2 separate regions of the Zea mays genome follow, and region 1 is linked to region 2. Evidence: chromatin contacts called from public Hi-C data. All regions are on one chromosome and are shown on one strand. The core of a region is the stretch at or near the end of the contact, and the rest is flanking DNA. Distances in the headings are between cores, read along the strand shown.

What was found. A called contact is a pair of places that touch in the nucleus more often than the background predicts.
Region 1: a Hi-C map of tassel shows a contact between it and region 2, with 4 times the contacts expected there. The contact joins the promoter of LOC103646542 here to the enhancer-like site in region 2. A contact is called at or near these places in 4 of 25 Hi-C or Micro-C datasets (bundle sheath, ear, endosperm and 1 more).

Annotation. Positions count from the first base shown.
Region 1 is chr2:65,500,371-65,507,266 of Zm-B73-REFERENCE-NAM-5.0, reverse strand. It overlaps LOC103646542, which reads left to right and starts at 1,858. Exons shown (of 2, transcript XM_008671266.3): 1 at 1,858-2,567; 2 at 3,111-4,352. The coding sequence starts at 1,934. The coding sequence ends at 3,808.
Region 2 is chr2:65,382,331-65,389,620 of Zm-B73-REFERENCE-NAM-5.0, reverse strand. No RefSeq gene overlaps it. Among protein-coding and RNA genes, the nearest start is that of LOC103646541, 76 kb to the right of the region's middle. Within about 2 kb of position 3,865, at least 16 of the 20 cell types and tissues checked have an H3K27ac peak or open chromatin away from gene starts, as enhancers often do. A contact at or near this core is called in bundle sheath, ear, endosperm and 1 more, where this site is marked.

The DNA of each region.
Region 1 (6,896 bases), core at 609-3,108, 120 kb before region 2:
ACAAATACAAGGACGGTCACTTTTGTGTGCACATGCAACGGCTCTTCGGCAGCTTTAAGGAGCTCGAAGAACTTCTGAACCTCAGGTTTAGCTGGATCCTCAAACTCGGTGGGTTGACCGGGGTTCTCCGAATCGATGGTTAGAAGCTCATGGCGTACATCGTCAAGCATCTCTTCCATCCTATCGTAGTCCTCCTCTTCATGTGACTGAACTTCTGATACAATACGAGGAGGTGGGTCCTCACCGTGGTGCACCCACACCTCATAGCCTGGCATATAACCGTTCTTGCAAATATGTATCGACATAGTCCTCCTGTCAAGGAAATTAATGTTCCGACACTTGCTACAAGGGCACCTAACATCGGTTCCAGTCTCTGACCGAGCAAAAGCATGGTCGAGAAAAGCATCAGTCTTGGCAACCCACTCACTTGATAGAGCACCTCTTTTCTTCCAACCTTCATACATCCATCGACGATTCTCCTCCATACTAGATACGAGACGTTAACTTAATTAGATAAGTAATGCACGGACCATCTGTTTTTACGAAGAAATCACGCCCCTACATCTGTAGGAAAGGATAGGTCCTAAACCCACCCAGGAGTGACCGACGAGCCCGTGTTTATGACAAGACATGTGGTCGTGCGAAATTTTGGCAGCATAACCCCGCTGTTCTCCAATCGCACGCCTAAAAATGGTGCAATTGGAGAACAGAGGGGTTATGTTGCCGAAACTAAGCAGGAGCACATGCTTTTGTCATAAACACAGACTCTGTCGGTCACCCCGAGGCTGTCCAATAAAGGGACAATTCTGGCCCAACATACCTCACATGTGTCGCTTGTAAGGTGTGTTGGGCCGAAACGGGTGACGCCTAGGTTTCGTTTGTTCACACTACGATACACTATGATTAACTAGAATCATCGTGCATTATTAAATAATAAAACTAATAAACCACAATACAATATTACATACGAAATAACATTGTTATGGATGACAAATCATATAAAATGACCTTATTTCCGAGGGCATAATAATTACCCTCGGAAATTAAAAATTTAAATTATCTAAAGCACCACTAAATGAACTAAAACAAGCTAATTTAATTACATAATCAAATTTTGGCCGTCGGACATAACAAACTAAACAATCAAATACATTCATACATACAATTCTAATCAAATACATTCATACATACAATTCTTATCAAATACATTAATACATACAATTCTAAAAAACAATGTTAAGGATACTCACTTAGCGGTAGTTGTGGTTATGCCGTTGGCGAGGAGCAGCAGCGCGGGAGACACCGGACAGCGGGCGTGGGGAGCCGGACGGCGGCGGGCGCACGGTGCGACCGGGGCCTCGGCGAGCGCGCAGGCACGACGGCTGCCTCGGTGAGCGCGCTGGCGCGGCGGCGACGAAGCGGGCACGGCGGCGAGGCGACGGCGCGGAGAGAGAGAGAGAGCACCGAGCGCGCGAGAGAGAAATGAAAATCGAAACGGCCCTAGCGCCGTTACCTTGAAATCAGTAATCTCCGACGGCTACGCTGCCAGCCGTCGGACATAACCTTATCTCCGACGGCCTCGTACACAGCCGTCGGAGATAAGCAGTATTTCCGAGAGCCCGTTGTGGCCGTCGGACATAACCTTATCTCCGACGGCCTCGTAGGCGGCCGTCAGAGATAAGGTGGCCGTCGGATGTTTGTTAGTTTACTGTAGTGGAAGGCGCCGCTATCTTGTCTTTTCCGAATTCCGACATGCATGCTGCTAATAAAGCAATATTAGTATTATTATTAGAGATGTCCCAAGTTTTAAGATAACCTTTTTTACCCTTTCGGAACTAAGTTTACAGTACAAAAGGTTTCATCTTCCTTTCTCTCTCTTACTAGCCAACACAGTAAATAAACAATAAATAATAAAGATAAAAGAGAAGGCATTATGCGCATCTCTCTCCGCGTACTTATCAGTAGCGAGCTCGGCACGTCATTGTGCACTGCTGCACCGAGCCTAGCGCGAGCCTCCGTCCGAAAGTCCAAATCTTCAGCTCTCTCCTTGACGCATGCCCGGATCGATCGGTCCAGCTCTACCCACCGGAGGAGGAGGCAGATCAACGGGCAGCTGACTAAGGTGGATCCACGGAGGAGGCATGGCAAGAGGCCCCTACCCGCCGACGAGGAGGAGGAAGAGGAGGAGGAGCTGCCCCCGCCGCCGGCAAAGTACGAGCAGCTGGATCAGGAGGAGAAGCATCACGTTGTCGTCTCGCAGCTGCAAGCAGGAGCTACCTTTAGCGGTGGCCGAGGGTCTTCGTCGTCTTCCGTGGCCGGCCCTTCGCCGGAGGCGTACGCGCAGTACTACTACTCGGCGCGCGCCGACCACGACGCCTCCGCCGTGGCCTCCGCGCTAGCCCATGTCATCCGCGCCTCGCCCGACCAACTCCCGCCGCAGCAGGCCGCCTGCTTGTACGGCGCCGCCGGCGCGCCGGTCCTGCGGCAGGGAGAGGGAGACCATCCGCAACCGCAAGCGGCTGCGCACCACCATCCCGGTGGCCACGTCGCCGCCGAGGAGGAGCAAGGTACGCGCGCGCACGTAGCCATCCATCCTCTCTCATCGATCGATGCGAGCATAGCAAAGCTAGCATTACTCCTTGTCCTGTGTGCGCGCTCGATTGCGAAAGCAAGGCACGCACACACGGGCGCTTCCGCTCGCTCGATTGCGCGGCTAGCTGTTTGGAAGCTTCGCACCGTCCAAATCAGTGACACGTCGTCCATCATCGATGCAGCCTGTCAATTACCAGCAGCTAGCTAAGTATACTTACTCCTTGACTAGCAGTAATAGTCCGTGGGTTAATGAACACTCGAGAAAGCACACCAGCATGAACTGGGCAGGAGATCAAGCACCGCTAATTAACTATGCTGATTGACGAATTATCTTGCCAAGGAGTATTTTATGCGTACAAAGATTACGTTATCTGTGACGCAACGTGCTCTCACGACGATTTGATAAAACCTGTGTCCAGGCCAAGTAGGTGGTAGATAGTTAATTACTCTATTGAGCACGGCCATGTGTTTTGTAGTAGCGAATAAACTAAGCATGTTTTGCGCCGCGGGAGGTGCAGGTCTGAGGCGGCACTACCGAGGGGTGAGGCAGCGGCCGTGGGGCAAGTGGGCGGCGGAGATCCGGGACCCCAAGAAGGCGGCGCGGGTGTGGCTCGGCACCTTCGACACGGCGGAGGACGCCGCCATCGCCTACGACGAGGCGGCGCTGCGGTTCAAGGGCACCAAGGCCAAGCTCAACTTCCCGGAGCGCGTGCAGGGCCGAACCGACCTCGGCTTCGTCGTCACCCGCGGCATCCCGGACCACCACCGGCACCCGCGGGCGGCGGCGGTGAACCTGGCAGCAATGCCGCAGGCGCAGGCGCAGCCGCACTTGCAGCACGGCCGCCCGACCGTCATGCCGTACCCGTACCCGTACCCTGACCTCATGCAGTACGCGCAGCTGCTGCAGGGCGGCCGGGGCGGCGGCGACCACGCGGCGGCGGTCCAGCAGCAGCTCATGATGATGGGCGGGCGGGGCGGCAACCTGCCCTTCTCGTTCTCGCCGCCGTCGTCCTGGAGTGCGCCGCCGCAGATACTGGACTTCTCGGCGCGGCAGCTCATCACCCAGCCCGGCCCGCCGTCGTCTCCGGCCGCCCCCGGCGGCGCGGCGCCGTCCACGCCGTCGTCCACGACCACGGCGTCGTCGCCCAGCGCCAGCGCCAGCGGCAGTGCATGGCCGTACGGTGGGGAGCACCACAGGAATAAAAAGGACGCGTGATCGTCCAGCTGGCCGGCCGATCGAGGATATGGATATGCATGCATGCAACTTGCAGTGCGAGGGGATCAGATCAAGAAGTAGCTGTGCGGAGGAATGGAATATGCATGCACGCATGCAATATGGGCGGGGTAAGTGGCAGCGACGATTTTTGGTCCAAGCATAACCATTTCTTGGCCCTTTAGTTTCCACGTCGATTTCTTCTTCTTTTTTTTTCTCACGAGATGATCTTCTTTTGTTCATTTCTTGGAGGATCTTGATCACTTTGGTTAATTAGAGAGCTAGCTCGCTATAGCTGCTTGCTTAGGTGCTTTTACTACTACCTTCCTTTTGTATAATGGCCTGCTCTAGGTGCTCATATCTTTAATTTGTTCAAGTGTCAACTGAGATTAACTACCTGTGTGCAAACTAATCCAAAGCAAAGAAGAGTGGAACCTTATGTATATGGGGCATGTTCTCCCTCTCTCTCTCTCTCTCTCTCCAAATGATTGATTTATTCCTTTGTCCCTACATATTGGTCGGAAAAAGATTATTATTGCAAGCTCTCTATGTTCTCTGTCATATATGTATTGGAGCGTACAAAAGAACCACATCTCAATAGATAATGAAACAGTACTAGACGACTTAGCTAGGAACATTGCTTTGGGACACGATATATATACCAATCAAAATTGTCTGGTTTATTTAAGGGGGAAAAAGGGGAATATTCCCAATTAGTAGTTACTTGTTATTAAAGATTTTGACTTTTTTCACATCGAAATCATTCTTTTTTGTTCGGTTGTTTTAGCATTGCGCTTTTGTTCTCTGTCTGTTTTCAGTCCCTATATATACCTCTATATTCCCTTGTCTCTGAAGGATGTTCCCTATGTCCTTTTCAAGCCTTGTTACATGTATCATAGTGTGTTGTTACGTACGTAATGGAGTACGTGGCATCTTCCAAACTCCGATCAGAAACGTAGCTCTAGTATGATATTTAACTAATAGTATCTCAGATATTATTATTTTTTTAAAAAAGGTGTAATTGTGATTTGATGGCATGTGCCGAGATTTTTCGTAACCTGCCGACATGGTACCAACATGCAACATATGGAGGAACCTCGCCCGTCCCATGTGCATGCATGCATGCTTCTAGAAGCATATATATGGCCTGGTCACTGGTCAGGTATCGATTCAATGCCAAATCGTTCTACGCAACTGCATTTTTTTAAAAAAAATTATTTATTGGTATAACAATACAAGTTTTCCAAGCGTCCTCCAGCTACCAATAATGAATAAATTAAATGAAGATATATATATATATATATATATATATATGCATCCATCACATGCATATGCAAGTATATGGTCTACCTGATTTATTAGTTTCCAAGAATCTAGCTCTACTAGCTAGTATTCTGAAATTATATCTTGATTACTATGTATTTTTTATTTTTATTATTACTGAACTTTTGGTCGTTCTTCCAAAACTCCTCATTCCCCTAACTATTTGCTAACACATAACTAGCATTATATATTTTGTCTCGTGTGGTTATTATCAACTTCTTTCTCAAAGAAACCTTTGTGCATAAGGTTTGGGGCTATCATGCATGCTGTGGTGATGTGGATCATCATCTTTCGCCTTCTTTGCTTTCATGATGGGGGGGGGGGGGGGGGTGTACAAGCTAGCTAGTATCAGAATTTGACACGCACATTCCTTGGCAGGCCCTTTTTGCTTTGGTCTCGTACTCTCGTGGCTTTTGTGCTCTTGCTGTGTGTGCTACCTGGCAGCAAGCAGCGCGCGCTTTCGGGTTAGGCATGACTCACGCCTCTCTTGGTTTTTTTTTGTTCAACTCATCATTTATCGAGCCGGAGAAACTGGAAAGATAGATAGATAGATGATGATATACATGCGCTCGAGACGGGAGCAGCAGAAGCAGCCTTTTTAGGCGCACTATAGTGCTCCCATGCTGAGACGGTCTCACACGTGTGCGTCGGTCGTACACAAAAGGGCCAATGGCACCTAACTTGTTGTCTGATCATGTCCTTCACTCGCACTAGAGAGGATATATACGTGCGTCGTGAGACGAGATCGAAGCAACACGTCTGATCTCTCTGCTGCTAGCTGCCTAACTATACCCGCCTACTCACCTTAGCTTGACACATGCTGTTTCAGTATTTTCTCTAGTAGCTGTGTGGTTTTCTCAGTGGCCGCTAGTAATATGATGATACTGTATCCATGCATGATCATCACCCTTTCAAGGTATGGTCACAAGTTTTTAATTGCTATACGATATTAAAAACAAGCTAGACAACACAAGTTATAAAACTATAAACTTCTCCCTTCAATTAATCCTTCCCCTGAAGGTGGGAGAAGACGAAGGAGGGTAAACATGCATTAGAGAGATATATGACTCAGCTTCGTGTTCCCACACTTATCATCTTATTCCATGCAATATACTCCGTAATCGACAATTACAAACGTACCTTCGGCTTTTACACAAATAACAGTGCGAAGGTACTTCGAAGGCAGAGCTAGACGAAGCTTTGGGCCATCGAAAGGTGAATTTAAGCATGAAATTGTACCTCTATTTATAGAAGAGGGGTACAACTTCATATGAAATTACAAGACAAAGTTTACACATTCGATCCACAAATATTGCAGTGACAATACTGTCTTTCCCTCTCTTCTTCTTTCTTGCTACACAAGTCTTTGGAGCCTTCTTCTTATCTGCTTCATGCACGAAGCCCTTCACCATCGAGGCTACTGACTTCGGCATGCACCTTCGTCGTGCTCATGCCTAAGCGAAGTTGTCCCTTTCTGGTTTGTTATTTTCTTCGTCCGAAGGTTGCCTTATCCATTCTTCATATCGTGCCTCAAACACACTTTCTCAATCTAAAAACAAAGGGTTTTGATGATCTTCGACAATATAAGCCCCCAACACAAGGGATTTATTAGCTAATAGTCATAGTTTTAGCTTTGCATATTTTATATATGTATAGAGTATATTGGGAGCCCAGGGCTTCCTATAGTTGCAGAAAGCCTCAGCCGCCCCTCTGTACCCGGTCAAACCTCCCCACACGTGCCAGTCCAACCCCTATTCCAACACCCAAT
Region 2 (7,290 bases), core at 2,616-5,115:
CGAGCCCTCCTACTGATCAGAGGTTCGAAGGCTGGCCCATCGGAAGGGTTCAACAGCCGCCTCAGAGCACTCAGGCTTCGCGCCTACTACTGATCAGAGGTTCGAAGGCTGGCCCCTCGGAAGGGTTTGACAGCCGCCTCAGAGCACTCGGGCTTCGCGCCCACTACTGGTCAGAGGTTCGAAGGCTGGCCCCTCGGAGGGGTTCGACAGCCGCCTCAAGCCACTCGGGCTCCGCGCCCACTACTGATCAGGGGTTCGTAGGCTGGCCCCCGAAGGGTTCGACAGCCACCTCAGAGCACGTAGAGCGAGGGATGACCCTGGGTACGTTCGATACATAACCAAGGCTCGGGCTACGCCCCCGAGGTAACCTAGGACATTTCCGAGACCGACGGGAACGATTTTGTAACGGAATCCCACCAGAGGGAGGCATCGAGCCCTCGGACCCCGTCAAAAAGGGACCGGGTCCGGCGAATCACCCGCAGGTACTTTTGGAGCGCGCCTCCGAGCCACTAGCCGACCCCTAACGAGTGGGGCACGGGCGTCCACTCGGATTACTCGTTAGTAACTCACTGGAGACACCATGTTCGGCGCCCTCCGAGGGCAACATGGCGCTTCCCCCCTCCTCCTTGCAGAAAGGCGACGCAGGGGCGTATGAAAAAAGCCGAGTCTGTCCTTGACCGTCCTCTCGCTCTGTGCGGAGGCTCGGGGCTGCTCTCGAAAACCCGGCTCCAGCCAAACCGTTGACAGCGTCAACATACCAGCCCGAGAACTTGGGACTCGACTATGCACCCGGGTTATGGCCAGTTCGCATGAGGGAACAACCAGACCGGCCGAAGCATCACGAAACGCGCTAAGACCTCGAAGGAGTCAAACCACTCCTCCGAGGCCTCGGGGGCTACACCCGGCGGGTGCGCTCGCGTGCACCCACTGGAACAAAACGCAACCGAGAAAGGCCGGTCCCCTTGCAAAAAAGTGCGACAAAAGCCTCCAAGCAAGTATCAACACTCCCTTCGAGGCTTGGGGGCTACTGTCGGGGACCATAATTAGGGGTACCCCCCAAGACTCCTAATCTCAGCTGGTAACCCCCATCAACACAAAGCTGCAAAGGCCTGATGGGCGCGATTAAGGTCAAGGCTCAGTCCACTCAAGGGACACAATCTCGCCTCGCGCGAGCCCAGCCTCGGGCAAAGGCAGCCGACCCCGGAGGATTCACGTCTCGCCCGAGGGCCCCCTCAAGCAACGGACACACCTTCGGCTCGCCCGAGGCCCAGTCTTCGCAGAGAAGCAACCTTGGCCAGATCGCCACGCCAACCGACCGTATCGCAGGAGCATTTAATACAAGGATCGCCTGACACCTTATCCTGACGCGCGCTATTCAGTCGACAGAGCCGAATGACCGCAGTCACTTCGCCGCTCCACTGACCGACCTGACAAGAAAACAGCGTCGCCTGTGTCGCTCCGACTGCTGTGCCACTCGACAGAGTGAGGCTGACAGCAGCTAAGTCCAGCCTCGGGCGCCATAGGAAGCTCCGCCTCGCCCGACCCCAGGGCTCGGGCTCAACCTCGACGCTGGACGACGGACTCCGCCTCGCCCGACACCAGGGCTCGGACACAGCCTCGACCTCGGAAGATGGTCTCCGCCTCGCCTGACCCAGGGCTCGGACTCAACCTCGACCTCGGAAGACGGACTCCGCCTCGCCCAACCCCAAGGTTCGGACTCAGCCTCGACCTCGGAAGACGGACTCGACCTCAACCTCGGAGGAGCCTCCGCCTCGCCCGACCTAGGGCTCGGACCGACCACGTCACAAGGGGGGCCATCATTACCCTACCCCTAGCTAGCTCAGGCTACGGGGAACAAGACCGACGTCCCATCTGGCTCGCCCCGGTAAACAAATAATGATGGCGCCCCGCATGTTCCATGACGACGGCGGCTCTCAGCCCCTTACGGAAGCAAGGAGACGTCAGCAAGGATTCGACAGCCCCGACAGCTGTCCTTCCGCAGGGCTCCAGCACTCCTCCGACGGCCACGACATCACATGAACAGGGTGCCAAAACCTCTCTGACTGCCATGACAGCATGTACTTAGGGCTCTAGCTCCTCTCTGCTAGACACGTTAGCACACTGCTACACCCCCCATTGTACACCTGGACCCTCTCCTTACGCCTATAAAAGGAAGGTTCAGGGCTCTCGTACGAGAAGGTTGGCCGCGCGGGAGAACGGGCCGACGCATAAGGCTCTCGCTCTCGCTCTCTCCCACGCGAACGCTTGTAACCCCCTACTGCAAGCGCATCCATCCACCCTGGGCGCAGGACAACACGAAGGCCGCGGGTTCCCCTTACTGTTCTCCCCCTTTGTCTCCCGTCTCGCGCCGACCCATCTGGGCTGGGACACGCAACGACAATTTACTCGTCGGTCCAGGGACCCCCGGGGTCGAAACGCCGACAATTTGTCATCGTGAATTTGGGGCAAAAAAATGTTAGACCTCCTTATAGCCATATAGTTGCTACTGTGCTACATCTCCACCATGTCGACATATGTTCTGCTCGTTCTTGACCGTTATGTTACCAAGTGCCCGTTCCCTCACCTGTACTTGGTTAGATATCATTTTGACTTTGTTCAAACGTTGTCTTCACCTCCATCCTCGCTTGTACACTTACTTATTGATATCGTCAAGTGTTAATTGTCAACGGTCTATTCTCCCACATTCAGTTTCTTGGTTGAAGCTTTCACATTCATCCTTTCATCTTTCTCGATCCATTACGCACACTCACTTAACATTTTTTGTTGTCGACGGTCTCACTGTAGCATGATCGTCGCATTACGGCTCACCCTCGTATCATGACCGTTGCCCTTAAACACTAAAATCTTAACCCCATGTTACCTGTTCTTGAATGACGATGGAGCCTAAGTTTACGTCTCATGGTTCAGCAAACGCGTCACATATAGGGGTGGTAATGGATCACGATCCAAATGTCCCTTCACAAAAATTTAGGGCCGTCAGATAATTTTAGTTTAAAAATGAATAGGAGTAGGATCTGATCCTAATCCGATTCGATTTTTGAAGTTTGTAGTGTAAAATATAAAGCTCATTACCACCTCTAATCACATATCGCGTGTTTGCGATAGGAGAGGTAAACTGACGGTTATGCGTAGGGGTGACAATGGACTATAAATTTTGCACTATAAAATTTAAGGATCGAATCGAATTAAGGTCTAGCTCTATTTGTATTCATTTTTTAACTAGAAATAATTTATGACCCTAACAATGAATAAGCATTTGGATAAGCGTCGTGCTAACGAAGCTTTTCAGCGGCCAGTGGGAACGGAAACGGGCAGACCGATGGCATCGTCCATGGAGAATTGGATATGGATGCTTTTCAGTTCGTGCTCAAAAGTCACTGGTCGATGGACGGACAGCGTGCTTGCACCGCCTGCACTGCAGCAAGGATCGATGACCCGCACACCTTTCACCTTTGGTTTCGGGTTAGTTGACGGCCGGCACCATTGTGTTGTGTCCTTGAGCGAGTGGCATGCAGAGTACCAGTATTCCACGTTGCTGACCCTTGATTCCACTGATGGGATTGTGGTGCTAGTGCTGCCCGGACCACCGCCGATTGGCGATCGACGTGGAGGGGATCGCCATGCCCATGCGCGCATTGACCGGCCGGCTAGCTGCCCGGGTGTCGTCGCTTTTTTTGGCACTTGTCCCAGGTTATATCAGTCATCACTGACCTGATGATGATTCCTACAGATGCATTGCAGGCATGCATACCTCCTCCTCCTGCTGCTGTGGTGCTGTCTAGCTCGCTTCGCTTTCGGCCCCCGTCAGTCAGCAGCCGGCGGACACGACAGGCACACAGCATTTTTCTTGCTGCTAGCCTGTATAGCGCCGCCCTGGCACGTACTACCTCCCATCAAGTCTCGATCCGCACGCCGTTCAAAGGCTTCCCCGCCCGCCGCCCCGGCTTTGATTCCGGCGCCGCCTAGCAGCTCGTACATTGCCTTTTTCAACGTTTGCGGCAGCGCTCCTGTTCGGAGGTTTCACACACGGCGCCGTGCAAGACTGCTTTCTAGCCGGGCCCTGCACGCCGGCCAGCGTTCGATTGTGCCCGTGCAGATACTCTGCCTACTGCACTGTGGCCATTAGGAGGCACGTGAAAAATAAAAGGATGCCAAAGACTCCCTCCACTCCATCCACGTGAGCAGGACCGTTTCCTGACTTTTTAGAGGCACAGGACGAAATTCGAAATGGAGGCTCCATCCACACACAATATATATAATATTTAACATATACAAATTATCATGCACTATTTTAAAGTTTATAAGATAACAAATATAAAATATAGCCAAAAACACATACTTGTTATCCGATGTCATTAAAAATATCTTCTAACATTTTGTGATACAAATCATCGCTTATACCATTAAGATCAATCCATCCAACAACTTCTTTTAGATACATATAATCGACAAACCATTTAACCTTTCTTAAGTCATTGTTGACCTTAAATAATTCAAAAAATATTTCAATTTTAAAATCTTCTCTCCGTCGATGCAACCATCATGTGAATAGTAAATAATACCCTTCTGTATCAAAATAGAATTTATTTTGCTTCTCTAGTGGATTCCTCATCTAGTTGCATATAGACATAAAAATCAAGAGTTAAAACAAATACTATTTTGGAACGAGTGAATATTAGATAAGTAATTGAGACATTAGTTTAACAATCTAAACGAAACTGATTGATAGCGCATCGCTCTTGCGTATTTATGTCTAGGGTAGATATGCTTAGCGGGGAAAAAGTGCTAACGTCCGGTGGCCAGAGGGGCCCTCTGTTTTGGGGGGCCCGGTGCGGCCGCACCCTCCGCACCCCCTCAAGGTTGGCCCTGCACATGAGTTTGTCTTTTTAGGTAACGTGGTGAATAGATATCCTCAGGTGGGCCACCAAAGAGGTCCCCAATGGACCGAGGGCGTAGTCTTTAGGGGTATCAATCGGACATAACCAGAAGCAGACGAGGAAGGCGGTTGCGTAGACGTGAAGACTCACAGGCCACATTCTACACATGCAGGGGATGTGTGAATTTCCTGAAGACTCTCTAACCTCCGGGCAAGTCAGCACGACTCTCGTAGATGTGGGTAGAATGAGGACGTTCATCGGGTAGTGCGTGTAACTCCTCAGTCAAAAATAAGGCAGAGGGGGAGCCCCTTCGTAAACAAAACACATACATCAGTAGGCATAACCATGTTCTACCTCCAGAACTCATTGTAACCGAGAACACCAGGCAATACAACTCCACAAAGTCATAGGATGTAGGGTATTACACGCTCGAGCGGCCAAACCTGTATAATTCTCTGTGTCCCGTCGTGCCCTACACGAACCATCGAGCTGTGATCGATCTCGCCGTCCTCCCAAAAGCACTACGTGTTATGCCCCGTAGTGCGCCATCCATACCAAACACTGACAGCTGGCGAGCCAGGTAGGGGATGAGACGTCGATCTATGACAGGTCCATGGCCATCATTTTCAACATTGTCATCAGCTTCGACGTCGAGGAGGTTTTCCACTTTGGATCCCTCTTGTCGGCGTTTCGAGACAGGGGGGTCCCTAAGCCGACGAGTGAGTGTGCTGCGTGCCCCAGCCCAGATGGGTCGAGCGCGTGGGCGAGCGCGAAGGGGGGAAAGTCGAGGTGGCCGGAGACGGGCGTGAGAGAGGTGGAAGTCCCGCGGCCTTCGTGTTCGTCCCGCGCCCAGGTCGGGTGCGCTTGCAGTAGGGGGGTTACAAGCGTCCACGCGGGTGAGGGAAGCGAGCGGCCCCAAGAGAGCGCCTGTCTCGTCCTCGTCCCCGCGCGGCCAACCTTCTCTAAGAAGGCTCTGGTCCTTCCTTTTATAGTCGTAAGGAGAGGATCCGGGTGTACAATGGGGGGTAGCAGAGTGCTACGTGTCTAGCGGAGAGAGAGCTAGCGCCCTGGGTACATGCCAATGTGGCAGCCGGAGAGGTCTTGGCACCTTGCTGGCGTGATGTCGTGGCTATCGGAGGAGCGACGGAGCCTGGCGGAGGGACAACTGTTGGAGCGGTCGAGTCCTTGCTGACGTTGCCCTGCTTCCGTAAGAGAGCTGAGAGCCGCCGTCGTCACAGAGCTTGTGGGGCGCCATCATTGCCCATCTGGCGGAGCTGGCCAGATGGGACACCGGTCTTGTTCTCCGCGACCCGAGTCGGCTCGGGGTAGGATGATGATGGCGCTTCCCGTTGACGTGGCGGGCCTGTGCCCTAGGTCGGGCGACGTGGAAGCTCCTCCGAAGCCGAAGTCGAGTCTGTCTTCCGTGGCCGAGGCCGAGCCCGAGCCTCCGGGTCGAGCGAGGCGGAGATCGTTCGGCCGAGGCCAGGGCGGAGCCCGAGCCCTGGGGTCGGGCGAGGCGGAGATCGTTCGGCCGAGGCCAGGGCAGAGTCCGAGCCCTGGGGTCGGGCGAGGCGGAGTTTCGTCGTCTTCCGGGTCTTAGCCCGAGTCCGAGCCCTGGGGTCGGGCGGAGCGGAGTTCGCCGTCTTCCGGGTCTTAGCCCGAGTCCGAGCCCTGGGGTCGGGCGGAGCGGAGTTCGCCGTCTTCCGGGTCTTAGCCCGAGTCCGAGCCCTGGGTCGGGCGGAGCGGAGTTCGCCGTCTTCCGGGTCTCAGCCCGAGTCCGAGCCCTGGGTCGGGCGGAGCGGAGTTCGCCGTCTTCTGGGTCTTAGCCCGAGTCCGAGCCCTGGGTCGGGCGGAGCGGAGTTTCCCATGGCGCCTTTGGCAAGGCCTGACTGCCTGTCAGACTCACTCTGTCGAGCGGCACTGCAGTCGGAGCGGCGCAGGCGGCGCTGTCCTTCTGTCAGACTGGTTAGTGGAGCGGTGGAGTGACGGCGGTCACTTCGGCTCTGCCGGGGGGCACGTGTCAGGATAAAGGTGTCAGGCCACCTTTGCGTTAAATGCTCCTGCAACTTGGTCAGTCGGTGCGGCGATTTAGTCAGGGTTGCTTCTAAGCGAAGCCAAGGCCTCGGGCGAGCCGGAGGTGTGTCCGCCGTTAAAAGGGGGGCCTCGGGCGAGACGGAAGTCTCTCGAGGACGGCTGCCTTTGGCCGAGGCTAGGCTCGGGCGAAGCGTGATCGAGTCACTCGTGTGGACTTGATTCCTGACTCAATCGAACCCATCAGGCCTTTGCAGCTTTATGCTGATGGGGGTTACCAGCTGAGAATTAGGCGTCTTGAGGGTACCCCTAATTATGGTCCCCGACAGTAGCCCCCGAGCCTCGAAGGGAGTGTTAGCAC